Linked DNA regions of Bos taurus: region 1 is linked to region 2. Evidence: chromatin contacts called from public Hi-C data. All regions are on one chromosome and are shown on one strand. The core of a region is the stretch at or near the end of the contact, and the rest is flanking DNA. Distances in the headings are between cores, read along the strand shown.

What was found. A called contact is a pair of places that touch in the nucleus more often than the background predicts.
Region 1: a Hi-C map of liver shows a contact between it and region 2, with 1.8 times the contacts expected there. The contact joins the promoter of SRGN here to the enhancer-like site in region 2. A contact is called at or near these places in 3 of 11 Hi-C or Micro-C datasets (liver, skeletal muscle and an unstated tissue).

What each region holds. Positions count from the first base shown.
Region 1 is chr28:25,473,381-25,480,073 of ARS-UCD2.0, forward strand. SRGN (serglycin) reads left to right here and starts at 1,395. Exons shown (of 3, transcript NM_001025326.2): 1 at 1,395-1,523. The coding sequence starts at 1,451.
Region 2 is chr28:25,294,166-25,300,774 of ARS-UCD2.0, forward strand. KIFBP (kinesin family binding protein) reads left to right here. Exons shown (of 7, transcript NM_001034559.2): 6 at 2,721-2,836. Among named protein-coding and RNA genes, the nearest start is that of KIFBP, 49 kb to the left of the region's middle. Within about 2 kb of position 4,191, at least 6 of the 102 cell types and tissues checked have an H3K27ac peak or open chromatin away from gene starts, as enhancers often do. A contact at or near this core is called in liver, where this site is marked.

The DNA of each region.
Region 1 (6,693 bases), core at 145-2,644, 180 kb after region 2:
GGGACTTATTTAAGCTATTGACAGGGATTATTGTTTTGGTGCCAGGGTTTTAAATTGGGGGATAGACTTAAAAGGGGCCAAAGATGAGGGTTGTTATTTCAATCTGAAACTAGTATTCCACGGTGGGGAACTCACTGGATTTGAGAGTCTGGGGGTTGTTTACTGCACTTGGAGTTGTCCCTGGACACATTTCCAGCTGGTTCTGAGGAGGGTCAAAATGTGCATGCTTTGCAGCCTTTGTGGACTTGCACCACAGCTGCTCAGCGATTAGTCTGAGGCCCCTCCTTGGCAGGAAATGGTAAAGGAATCAGCAGGAAGCCAAGAACAAGGGAAGGGAAACTCCTCCCTCCTGTCAAAGGACAGGCCAGAGGGAGGATGAAAATGGAAAGTGGGCATTGCATTAGACATGCATTTCAACATTAGACATGTTGAAATGGAGAGAGTGTGTGTTTCAAGGGCAAGAGTGTGTGATAAACTGTTGTGTTATTATGTGACTTTATTATGGAGCCTGTACGTCGTGTTCCTCAGGCTTCAGTCAGCATATGATCCCCAGGATATGGGGGAGATGCTATTCTTTTACTTTGTTTTGTGTTTTCTGAGGTCCAGCAGCCCACTGACAGGAAAGCCTCCCCTTGTTTCTGATTTCTGGCTTATTCAAGGCCAGAGCACCTGAAAGTCAAGTTGAAAATTTTTACCAGGAGGAAACAACAAAACAAAAAGAGTATAAATGGAATCAAATCATAAGAAATGTTCGGTGTGAAGGAGCAGAGGACTGCAAAATCATTTCTGTGTTTTACCCAGTTCTTCATAATCAAAAATCCTCACTAGATTCTTGAGGCAGAGGGAGAGCTGCTGGTCCAGGGAGAGAAACTGAATCTGATCAGAAGAAACCAGTTATCTGAAATCCAACAACACTTTCTTGTAGATTAGAACTCAGCTTTGAAGTTTCACTTGTTATGCTTGGCTCTGTGAGTTATGCTACCCCTGATGAAAAATAAAATCAAGAATATTTTACTTTGAAGGGCCTCAGTGATGAAAAGGCAACATCCAACTCTCTTATCTCATCAGCTGTGCAGTGGGCTAGCAAACTTGTGTTTAGATTGTTACCTGAAGAAAGAAAAAACAAAGTGTCCTGAATGCTGATTCTACTGTTTCAGTGGGAAACAATTTCTAACAGGCAAGTGTCAAACAACAAAACTTTTGAGAAAGCAGACCTGGGGAGAGTTCACTGCAGTTTCATAACGGGTATGAAACTGCCTTTTTCTTTTTTTTCTAAATCTTTCTGGGGTTGATGTGGATCTCTTTCTATTTGTTCAGGAAACTGTGACGTGTGTTCTGGGCAGGGTTTGAGGTTTTGGAACCTTTTCAAAAAGGGACAGAGAGCACCCGGCTACACTTCCCTGCTGTGAGGTTGGTGTGTGAGTGGTGGAGCTGAAGCAAGTTGGTCACCATGCAGGTGCTCCTCCAGTGCGCTAGGCTTGTTCTGGCTCTTGCCTTCATCCTGTTTTCATCTTCAGTTCAAGGTAAGACCCAGTAATCTTGTCACCTTATAATCTTGTATGCCCCAGGGTCCACACAAATGATTATAGTCACTCTAAGGCATAGAATATAGTATATTATGGGAAAGTAGGCCGAGAAAAAAAAAAAGAATTTGGGGTAGCTGAACTCCTTAGAGTGAAGTTGGTTAAGTTTGGTACCAAAAAAAAAAAGTTAAACTCTGAGGCAGCTACGGCCTTGTAAGTTCTTAAAATGATTGAAATGTATTATTTTATTGTCAGGTGAAAATGGCCTACAAATTTTTAAAGGTTCAAGAAAGGAATAGAGAAAATGGTTTAACCTCTAAGTGCCCACATCTATCCCAAGTTTTAATAATTAGTGATGTTATAATTATTTTGACACTGGGAAATACTATTTTTAAAATCAGAGTAAATTTACTTGTATTTTCTCTTTTAAAAACCTGGTTCTAAGTGAAAATTCAATTACGTTTAGACACAGCTAATGAATACCCTCTCAGATTTTAAAGAAAGGCCAAAGAATTTTAGTAATTGTGTCGTTGCTCAGAGAAACAGCATATTTGGAAAATTCTTGTTAGGTCTATCTTTTAGGATTGTTTAGTCAGAATGAAACAACTTAAAAACCTTTAATGACTAAGAAAATGAAAATGATCAGTTTGTAAGAAAAACACAGTTTCTTCTCCTTTGGTAAATAAGGGATTATAGTCATGGCCTGATAAGTAGAAGGGAGAATTTATAGTAGAAAAACACTAAGTTCCTCCGCATCGTAAAGGAAATATTGAGTCACAGTGATGCACACATCTAGATACGTTTCTTCGAGGTGACTTCTAGTTGTCTTGTTTTTACTTCTGGTGGAAATGAAATTGTACACATAACCTCAGATACATTCATTATATATTGGAAATTTATAAAATCACTTTCTTCTTGTTATACAATTGTTGAAGAAAAACCAGCAAATAATGTTGATGAAACCTTTCCATTAATCTATTTATTTTTTTAAAGGATAAAACATTGTCGATTGTAAGGAACAGGCTTTACTCCGATCTTTCAGGGAAAACCTTCAGCCAATGAAATAATTCCCTAATGTGTTCTGACAAGATCCAGGCAGTCAAGTCCGTGTTTGTAGAACAGACCTGAGTGACCTGTTGGTGTTGGGTCTACTCTGACCAGAGCTTGATGAATCTTTACATCTTCAAAATCTCCCAGAAATGTCACATTTCCCACTAAGATTCAATAGGGAAAACTAAAAACAAAAGTGTTCTTTGTATAATAGGTATTTTCCAGAAAGTAGTGAAGAAACCGTTATAAAATTTTATAAAATACTAATATTTATGCCATCACTAGGTACGTTTTGCTCTGTGTTGGGAAGGGAACCAAAAATGAGAATGAATAGACTGAAAAACTAGGGAGTTTCCAAAGGAGAAGTGCAGTTGGTATTGGAATTAACGGTTTGTGCCTACATTTGAATAAGAAGGGAAATAGACGCCCACCCACTGGCTCTGTGTGTGTGTGTGTGTGCGTGCGAGCACGCGTGACATCAACTCAAGGCTGCGAAGAGGTCTCTATTTCATAATATTCTATGTGATGCCAGATATGATTCTGTAGCCCTCTTTCCCCACTTAAAAATACTTTTTTTTCTTAACCCATTGATTTGACGGAATGATCAATTCCACTAGGCTTTTGGCTTGTTTTTACTGAAACGAAACATCTCAGGTTACTGTATTAGTTTGCTAGGGCTGCCATAACAAAGTACCACAGGCTGGGTGGCTTAAACAACAGGAATTTATTCCTTACAGTTCTGGAGACTAGAAGTTCAAGATCAAAGTGTCGGCTGGGTTAGTTTCATCCTGAAGATTTTCTCCTTGGCTTGTAGATAGCCATCTTATCTCTGTCTTCACATGGTCCTTTGTGTGTTTCTGTGTCCTGATCTCCTTTTCTTATAAGGACAACAGCCATACTGGATTAGGGCTCACCCATGTAAACTCATTATATCTCAACTATCTCTTTTAAGTCCCTATCTCCAAATACAGTCCTATTCTGAGGTATTAGGGGTTAGCACTTCAGTACATTGAGTTGGAGTGACACAATTCAGTCCACATCAGTGACTATAAGTGAAGCTGAAATAAAAACATGCTATAAAAGTCCATCTATCAAGTGCAAAGAGTCGGAAGTTTGGCAAGGTGTGGGAGACCCTGGAGAGGACAGATGGCTAATCAATTTAATGTAGAGCTCCAGGAGATTACTGATGAGGCCTGTGAATCCCAAATTCTTTTATTAACTCTCTTTTTCAAAGATGCCCATAAAGAAGGAAAATGGAAAATCCATGAGCAGGTGTAGCCAGGGGGTCATTGCCAGACCCTATGTCCACTCTACACTGCCTCTGAGTTCACAATAATATTGATCCCACCAGTGTTCACTGCTGTTCAATTGTAAAGTGATTTAGCATCCATTCTCAGGTAAATGGTCATCACATTCCCTGTGAGGAGGAATTAATACCAATTTATAGAGACGAAAACTGGATCTTAGATTCATTATCTCATTTCCTCTTTACATCAACCTCTTGCAAAAAATGCGTGAGACTTGCCCTAGACCCATTACAACTAATTAATGGCAGAGCTGGTCACCTGATTTCAAGTGCAAATTAACTTTCTACGGCAATTTAGCTGTTTCCTAGGTGGAGTAGCGATTGTCTTTATTTAAAACAACCTTGCTTTGACTACAGCTCTTACTACAAAAACCACTGAGTTGAGGGACAGAGAGGGAGAAATTGAAAGTAAACTTGGAACTTTTTATAGCTTGTCAAAAAAACACACAAGGGTGAGCTGATTGGCCAGGAGGAAGCAGCTCCAACTTAGATAGTGGTGTCTGTTTGGATGCCACTAAACAATGAATGAAAATGGTCTTTTTTCTCCCCTAACATGGCAATTTTAAAGTTTTTCTAACAAACCCGCAGCAAGTCTCCATTAAGAATAGGAAATTAGTAAACTGTGATGACGTTGGGGAAATATTGATACTACAATGTAAAAAGATCCAGAGAGATTACTGGGGTAAGTTATTTGCCCAGTGTCAGAGGTTTATTTTTATAAATGGTAATATTTATTCATAGACAGTGTTTTGCTAAAGTAGAACTAGTAGACTCTGTGTATGAGATGAAGACAGAGACACAGAGAGAAAGGACAGGGGTAGGCAGTGAGGGAAGTGATTCCAAATAAAAAACATTCTTCTTCCTTGCATCCACTACAGAATTAACTAGGAGACCTGTAAGTGGGACCTCTTAGGAAGATCATTTTTCTGTCCATGAGCATGTTTCCTCTTATGTTTTAAATTACGGTAATCACAAGACACTTCTCTCAAGCAGAAGAGAATCAAGATACTCCCACACATTGCGGGGTTGGAACTGTCGAATTTTCACATCCTGCCAACACTCTTGAATAAATATATCAGGAACTTGGTATCTGTAACCATGTTCTTTATTTTAAAGCAGATTTAAGATCCCCAGTCTGTGTTAATCATTTTGTAATGTGTAATAATGGAGGATCACTATGTTATGCATCTGAAACAAATATAGTGTTATAGGCCAGTCATACTTAAAAAGAAACCCACCTCATATTGTTTTATTTATATAAAATGTCTAATTTGGTAAAAAATACAGAGACAAAAAGTAGATTGATTACTGGTTACTTAGGGATGAGACACATAAGATACAGGAGTTGGATAGCTAAAGGACAGAGGATTTCTCTGTGATGATAAAATTGTTTTAAATTTGTGCACATACCTATGAACATGCTAAAAAAACCCCCACTGAAATGTACATATTAGAAGAGTGAATTGTGTGCCGGGTTAAATATGTTAAATACCAATAAAACTTTTTAAAATTAAAACAAATGAAGTAAAATCATCAGTCTCAAGTTGTTTAGTCGCTAAGTCGTGTCTGATCCTTTGTGACCCCATGGACTGTAGTCTGCCAGGCTCCTCTGTCCATAGGATTTCCCAGGCAAGAATACTGGAGTGGGTAGTCATTTCCTTCTCCAGAGGATCTTTCTGACCCAGGGATCAAACCTGTGTCTCCTGCATTGTAGGATTCCTTACTGCTGAACCACCAGGGAAGCCCCAATCTCAAATTAGATAAACATTTTTTTGGAGAAGATGGACTTCTCCTTTTGATTTCTTATAAATTTTGGAACATCTTTATTGAGACAGAGTTCATATACCATACAATTCACCCATTTAAAGTGTACATCAATGGTTTTTTAGTATATTCACAGATATGTGCAGCCATCACTATAGTCAATTTTAGAACATTTTCATTACCCAAAAAAGGAAATCCCTCTTGGGGACTTCCCTGGCAGTCCAGTGGTTAAGACTCCACACTTCCAGTGCAGGGGGCATGGGTTCGATCCCTGGTCAGGGAATTAAGATCCTACGTGCTGTGCCGTGCAGCTAATAATAATAAAAGTTGGAAAGAAATGTCTCGCCTTAAAGAGAATTTTCACATTCTATCTCTCAAAAAAAGAGGCTTGTTATAAATTTTAAAAGCTAAGATGCCAAACTCTAGAAAGAATTTGTATTTTAGTTTTCTAATTTATCAAAGTTGTGTTTTTTTAGCTAGTGAAAAGATACACTCTTTCACTTGGATTCTTCTTCGTAAACTATTAGTTTTACTTTTGTGTTTAACTTCCTGTCTATGCAGGCACTTTGTTGGTGTGATACTCAGTCATCATTGGCAGTAGAGGAGAATGTCTAGACCTGCTCTATCCAAAATGCTGGCCAGGAGCCTTGTGTGGCTACTAAGCACTTGAAATGTGTTAAATGTGGCAAGTCCAAACAGACCTGGTATAAGTGCAAAACGCACACCCGATTTAAAATCCTAGTATGAAAAAAAGTGTAAAATATCCATTAACAACTTACATTGTTTGTTGGATATGTTGGTTTAAGCAAAATGTTTTAAAATTAAGGTCACTTATTTCTTTTTTACTTTTTAAAATATGACTGTCCTAATATTGAAAATTTCATACATGTACAGATGGTTCCTCTTGTTTCTACTGGACTGCAGTGGTCTAGATGGCATAGGGTGTGAAGACATTGCCCTCTGCTGGAGGAGACGTTGAATTTTCACCCGACTTCACATGATGAAGCTTCTAAGCAGCAATTCATTAGATGGCAAAGTTCTTCAAGAAAG
Region 2 (6,609 bases), core at 2,941-5,440:
TCCCGCATTGGGAGCATATTCTTTACCATCTGAGCCATCAGGGAAGCCCTCATTTTATTACATTTCACTGAATTAAAAAAAAAAATGTTTTGTGGCAGCTCTGGAGCAATTGATCAATACTGTTTTTCTTTTCTTTTTTTTTTTTTAATACTGTTTTTCTAAGAGCATTTTCTCAATTCATGTCTTTATCACACTTTGGTAATGCCTATATTTCACACTTTTTCATTATTATTTGTTATGATGGCCTGTGATCAGTGATCTTTCACTGTTGAAATTGTTTTGGGTGCCACTGACTATGTCCATATAAGATGGTAACGTTAGTTGGTAAACGTGTTCTGACTGCTCCACTGACTGGCTGTTGCCTTGTGTTGCCCTCCCTCTCCTTGGGCCTCTCTATTTCCTGAAGACACAGCATTATCAAAATTAGATCAGTTAATAACCCTACCATGACCTTGAAGTAAAAGGAAGAGTTGCACATCTCACACTTTAAGCTAAAAGCTAGAAATAATTAAACTTAGTGAGGAATGCATGTAAAAATGGGCCAGAAGATACTCCCTCTTGTGCAAGTTAGCCAAGTTATGAATGCAAAGAAAAAGTTGCTGAAGGACGTTAGAAGTGCTACTCCAGTGAACACACAAATGATAAGAAAGCAAAACAGCCTTACTGCTGATAATGGAGAAAGTTTTAGTGGTCTGGATAGAAGATCAAACCAGCCACAACATTCCTCTAAGCCAAAGGCTAATCCAGAGCCGGGCCCTAATTTTCTTCAATTCTGTGGAGGCTGAGAGGGGTGAGGAAGCTGCAGAAGAAAAGTTTGAAGTTGAGATTTACAGAAGGAAGTCGTCTCCATAACATAAAAGGGCAAGGTGAAGTAGCGAGTTACCCAGAAGATCCAGCTAAGATCGTTAATGAAGGTGGCTACACTACACAGACTTTCAGTATGGCCACAACAGCCTTCTGTTGGAAGAAGAGGCCATCTAGGACTTTTCATAGCTGGGGAGAAGTCAGTGCCTGGCTTCAAAGGACAAGCTGCTGACTCTTGTTAGGGGCTAGTGCAGCTGGTGATTTTACCATTCTGAAAATCCTAGGGTCCTTAAAAATTATGCTGATTATGCTTTATGCCAGTCATGCTACCTGTGCTCTGTAAATGGAGCAACAAAACCTGGATGACAACACATGGTTTCCTGGAAATTTTAAGCTCATCGCTGAGACCTACTGTTCCAAAAAAAAAATTCCTTTCAAAGTATTATAGCTCCTTGACAGTGTACCTGGGTCATCCAAGAGCTCTTATGGAGATGTACTTACGATTAATGTTGTTTGCTAACACAACATTCATTCTGTAACCCATAGATCAAGGAGTCATTTCGACTTTCAAGTCTTATTATTTGAAGAAAAAAATCATGAGGCTATCACTGCCGTAGATGCGACTCCTCTGATATATCTGGGTAAAGTAAATTGAAAATCTGCTGGAAAGGATTCACCATTCTAGATGTCATTAAGAAGATTTGTAATTCATGGGAAGAGGTCAAAATATCAACATTAACAGCAGTTTGGAATAAGTTGACCAGACCCTCAGGGATGATTTTGAGGGCTGCAAGACTGTAGTGGAGGAAGTAACTGCAGATATAGTAGAAATAGCATGAGAACTAAAATGAAAAGTTGAACCTAGGGGACTTCCCCGGTAGTCCAGTGGCTAATAGCTCTCAAAGCAAGGGACCGACATTTGGTCCCTTTTCAGGTAATTAGATTCCACATGCCACAACCAGAGCTCTCATCCGTCACGACTGAGACCCAGTGCAGCTGAATAAATAGGTAAATAAATATTTTTAAAATGTTGAACCTGAAGGTTTGTCTGAGTTGCTACAATCTCATGCTAAATTTTGACAGATGAGGACTTGATTCTTAGGGATGAGCAAAGAAAGTGGTTTCTTGAGATGGTATCTACTCCAGGTGAAGATACTGTGAAAATTGTTGAAATGACAACAGAGGAGTTAGAATATTACATAAACTTGATAAAGTAGTGGCAGGGTTTGAGAGGATTGACTAATTTTGAGAGAAGTTCTACTGTGGGTAAAATGCTATCAAATAGCATTGCATTCTACAGAAGACATTGTTCCTGAAAGAAAGAGTCCATCATGCAGCAAACTTCTCTGTTGTCTTATTTTAAGGAACGGCCACAGCCTCCCTACCTCAGCCTTCAGTAACCAGCACCCTGATCAGTCAGCAGCCCTCAGCAATGAGGCAAGACCCTCTAACCAAAAAAAAAAAGATTATGACTCTGAAGCCTTAAATGATGTTTAGCATTTTTTTTAGCAATAAAGTATTTTTTAATGAGAATGTGTACATTGTTAAGACAATGCTATTGCACACTTAATAGACTAGACCATAGTGCAAACCTTAACTTTTATAAGCCACAGAAAACCAAAAATTCATGAGACTCATTTTACTGCGGTGATCTGGAACCAATCCAGCAATATCTGAGGTGCTTGTACTCAAAATTTAATATATGTGGTGACCTTAGTTTCTACCTGTAGGTAATACAAAAGAAAAAAAACTAGAAAGAACCTCTGGGTGGTAGGAATTTTGGGTGAGTTTCTTCCCACTGCTTCAGTTAGGACTTGTTATTTTTATAATCAAGAGTGATATAAAGAAGAATGGCATACACAATGAAAATTACAGTTGTGACCATTGGCTTACACAAGTCACGTTGTACCTTTTAGCTACGGAAGCTGAAGGAGATGTGCCAGAGCTTTATCACCAAAGAAAAGGGGAAATAGCAAGATGCTGGATCAAGTACTGTTTGACTCTCATGCAGAATGCCCAACTTTCCATGCAGGTAATACAGTCAAAAGTGATCTTTTCTGTCTTAAACAGTAGGATGTAAGTAAAAGCTTAAAATGGGAAGTATGCTCATTGGCTCACTGCATGTGTATTATTTGTGGCATGCAGAAAGCTTGTTTCTTGCTTTCCCTGTCTCAGCCTATCCAAATCTTACTCATCCATTAAGGCTGTCTCAAACAGCACCTCTTCCTTCAAGACTTGCTATTGGATAGAGCATAAGCCCCATCAGAGGGGAGTCTTCATCATATTCATACTATGTACCAATTTCTAGACATAACAGGTGCTCAAAAACTATTGAATGTATATACGATTCTTAAAGCCTACAGATCTCTTCTCCCTCAAGAACCCTCCCTAAGTCACTTGACTTTGCATTGTTCTTATTCATATTCTTATCTTATTCCTTTACCTCTTCTTAGACTGGAAGCAACCTGATGGCAGGAAATCTTACTAATCTTTATATACTTCAGACAGTAAATATATATATTGATAAAAATAGAAGTATGAATGTATCTGGAAACAGCCCTGTTAGTTTGTGGCTGTGTCTCCATGGCAGTTAACTTCTCTGTGTCTCAGTTTCCTCACAAGTAAGATGGAGATAATAATATTACTTAATAGTGTTTCTGTGAGTTAAATATGTTTAAAGGGCTCAGAAAGAGGTAACTAAGTCCTCAATCAGTGTTAACTATCATTGTTGATACCACTATTACTAATCCATACTTAATGGATTCTAGTTCCTAATCAGAGCTCTGGTGGCTCAGATGGTAAAGAATCTGCTTGCAATGCAGAAGACCCAGATTCTATCCCTGGGTCAGGAAGATTCCCCTGGAGAAGGGAATGGCAACCCATTCTAGTATTCTTGTCTAGAGAATTCCATGGACAGAGAAGCCTGGAGGGCTACAGTCCCTGGGGTCACAAAGAGTCAGACACAGCTGAGAGACTAACACTACAGAGGAAAATAAATCATTTGGATGCATATTCTCCAGGAGACTTTCCTGGAGGAGTTGTCAGGCCTCTCTTCTGTTTACATGCAGTAAAGTGTAACTGTTTTACTAGTAAATATAGAACCTTGTGAAACTACTATACAAAATAAAAGCAAACAAACCACAAAACCCCAGAAGCAGGAGTGTTTCAAAGGTGAGAGCACTTTGGAGGTAGTGCAAAGATGAGGCATATTTGGAAAAGGAAGGGTGTGGGGAGAAGAACTAGGGAGTTTTACGTCTAGAGAAACTGCAGCCTGGAAAATCTGTCAGCATTCTTCTGCTCGGAAAGCAGTCTAGAAAGTGTGTAAATAAAGACACTGCCAGGAAGCAGGTAAGTAAACACGATTTAGAGGCTTGGGCCTGCATTTGAAGTGACCGTGTCGAGCAGAGCACCCTGTGGCTTACGCTTGCCGTTCCTTTAGTCCGTGCGTTCCAGACTGGGCACTGGAATTTACCACCTGCTTGTTTTAAACTCACACAGTGACCACACCACTAAATTACTCAGATTTCTTTAATCTGGCTGTTACCTTAGCTTCATCCTTTGGTCATCTGCTTATCTGAAAAGCCTTCTTTAATTCAAGTTTAATAACATAAATTTAGGTATTTATTTCTGACAGGTTTATAGTAGTCATTGTACTATGATGAACAAAAATAGACCTGGTTTTTTACGTCATACAGAAGTGCAACTTCAGTAAGTTCCACAAAGGAGAGACACAAGATATAAAAAAGTCACAATGGGAGGAAGTAACATCCGAAGGAAGCTCTGGGAATGCGTAGGAATTTCTAGACTGGAGAAAAAGCACAGCATTCCAAGGAGCTGAAGCAGCATGTTGAAAAGTTCTGAGGTGTAGGGAGCATGGTGGTGGAAATGATGGAGCAAGGCCTGTGAGGCTGGAGCAGAGAGAGCATGTGTGATAGAAGGCCGAGTTAGAAAAGGGCTGGAACATGCTGGGCCTTCCATAACTGGAAGCCTTGGTGGGGGGCGGGAGGGTTTGGACTGATCACTTAGGTGGCAGAATGGAGGATTGAGGGAAGGCAGGTGTGGACGAGGAAGATTACTTAGGTCACTGGAACAGTGTGGGTGAGATGTGAAGGGATCTTGGGCTAGGATGGTGGCAGAAGAGATGGTGGGAAAGAGTGGGTGCAAGAGGTTATTTAGGGGGCAAGACAGAAAGGATTTGATGATAGACACGAAGTGTGGGCTAAGAGAGGAGAGAGACATCAAGGATGATTCTCCTGCATCGGCTGGCTGTCCAGATCGAGGGAGTGACCTTCACTAAAATAAGAGTAGAATAGGAACCTGTTTGCGGAAGAGGGAGAGTTCCATTGTGGACATACTGAGGATGAGGGGTCCTAGTCTCCTGAGAGGAGCAGGAGGTGTGTGAGGTGCTTTAGTTATGGGTCTGGAGCCTAATAAGAGCCCGGTGTACCTGAAGATTTGTGGGTGCTCCTCCTGTGGATGGCAACCATGGGCACAGATGGAGACACCTGTGTAGAGCTGTGCTGAGCAACAGAAATAGAAAACCAGCTACATATGTCACTTTAAGTTTTCCAGTGGCTACATTGTGCTCAGTGCTAAGTCGCTTTAGTCGTGTCCAACTCTTTGTGACCCCATGAACTGTAGCCTGCCAGGCTCCTCTGTCCTTGGGATTCTACAGGTAAGAATACTGGAGTAGGTTGCCATGCCCTCCTCCAGGGCATCTTCCCGACCCAGGGATCGAACCCATGTCTCTTATGTCTCCTGCATTGGCAAGTGGGTTCTTTACCACTAGCACCACCTGGGAAATGGTTACATTAGACAAAGAAAAAAGCAGGTGAAATTAATTTTAACTTGTATTTCTTCCACCTAGAATATATAAAGAAATATTCATTTCTATTTGTCATTAATACTAAAAAGTTGTTGCACTATTTTGTAATTTGTACTAAGTCTTGGAAATTGGGTGTATATTATTTTACACTGATCACATCTCAGTTTGGACATTTCAAATGCTCAGTAGGCATCCACGCGCAGCACATGACTCTGTTCTGAACAATGCAGATCTAGAGAGAAGACTTTTCAAATGAAGAGAAGAGCTGGCTTTGGGGCTGACCACTGGTTATCTGATGTTTAATTTTATCGTCCAGGAAGAAGAGAATGAACTGACTATTTTTCAACCATCTTAGTTCCTTCCTCTTTTTTTTTTTTTGCCCCAGGAGGTAGGGGAGATAACTTTAACTATGATGGTAGATTTAACACTGTCTTTATTTTAGTATCTTTGAGAGACCTAGAGCATTTCTCTGTAGTATATTTTATTAAATAACTTAGCATAAACATCATGCTATTAATGGTATTTCTTTGCAATATTTTTAAGACAGATTTCAGCCTTACTGTAATGTTAAAATATCAATACTAACAATGTGTTACATGTATGTAATATTTCTTACTCTTACCGTTTTCATATGCATTTGTGTTATCTGAAGGAGTAACTATAAATGAGTTAGTTCCCCAAAGAGGAAGGTAATAAACAGTTTAGTTGTGTTATTTACTTTTTTCCTAGTTCCTTTCATTTTTAATTACTTGGAATGTAACTAGAAAGAAGTCAGGATTTCCTGGTGGTCCAGTGGCTAAGACTCCACGCTCCCAATTCAGGAGGCCTGGGTTCTATCCCTGGGTCAGGGAACTAGATCCTGAATGCCTGCAAGTAAGAATTTGCTTGCCACAAACTAAAGAATCCCACATGCCACAGTTAAGAGCTGGATCAGTCAAATAAAAAAAATAGATACATATTAAAAAAAACTAGGAGTTTTA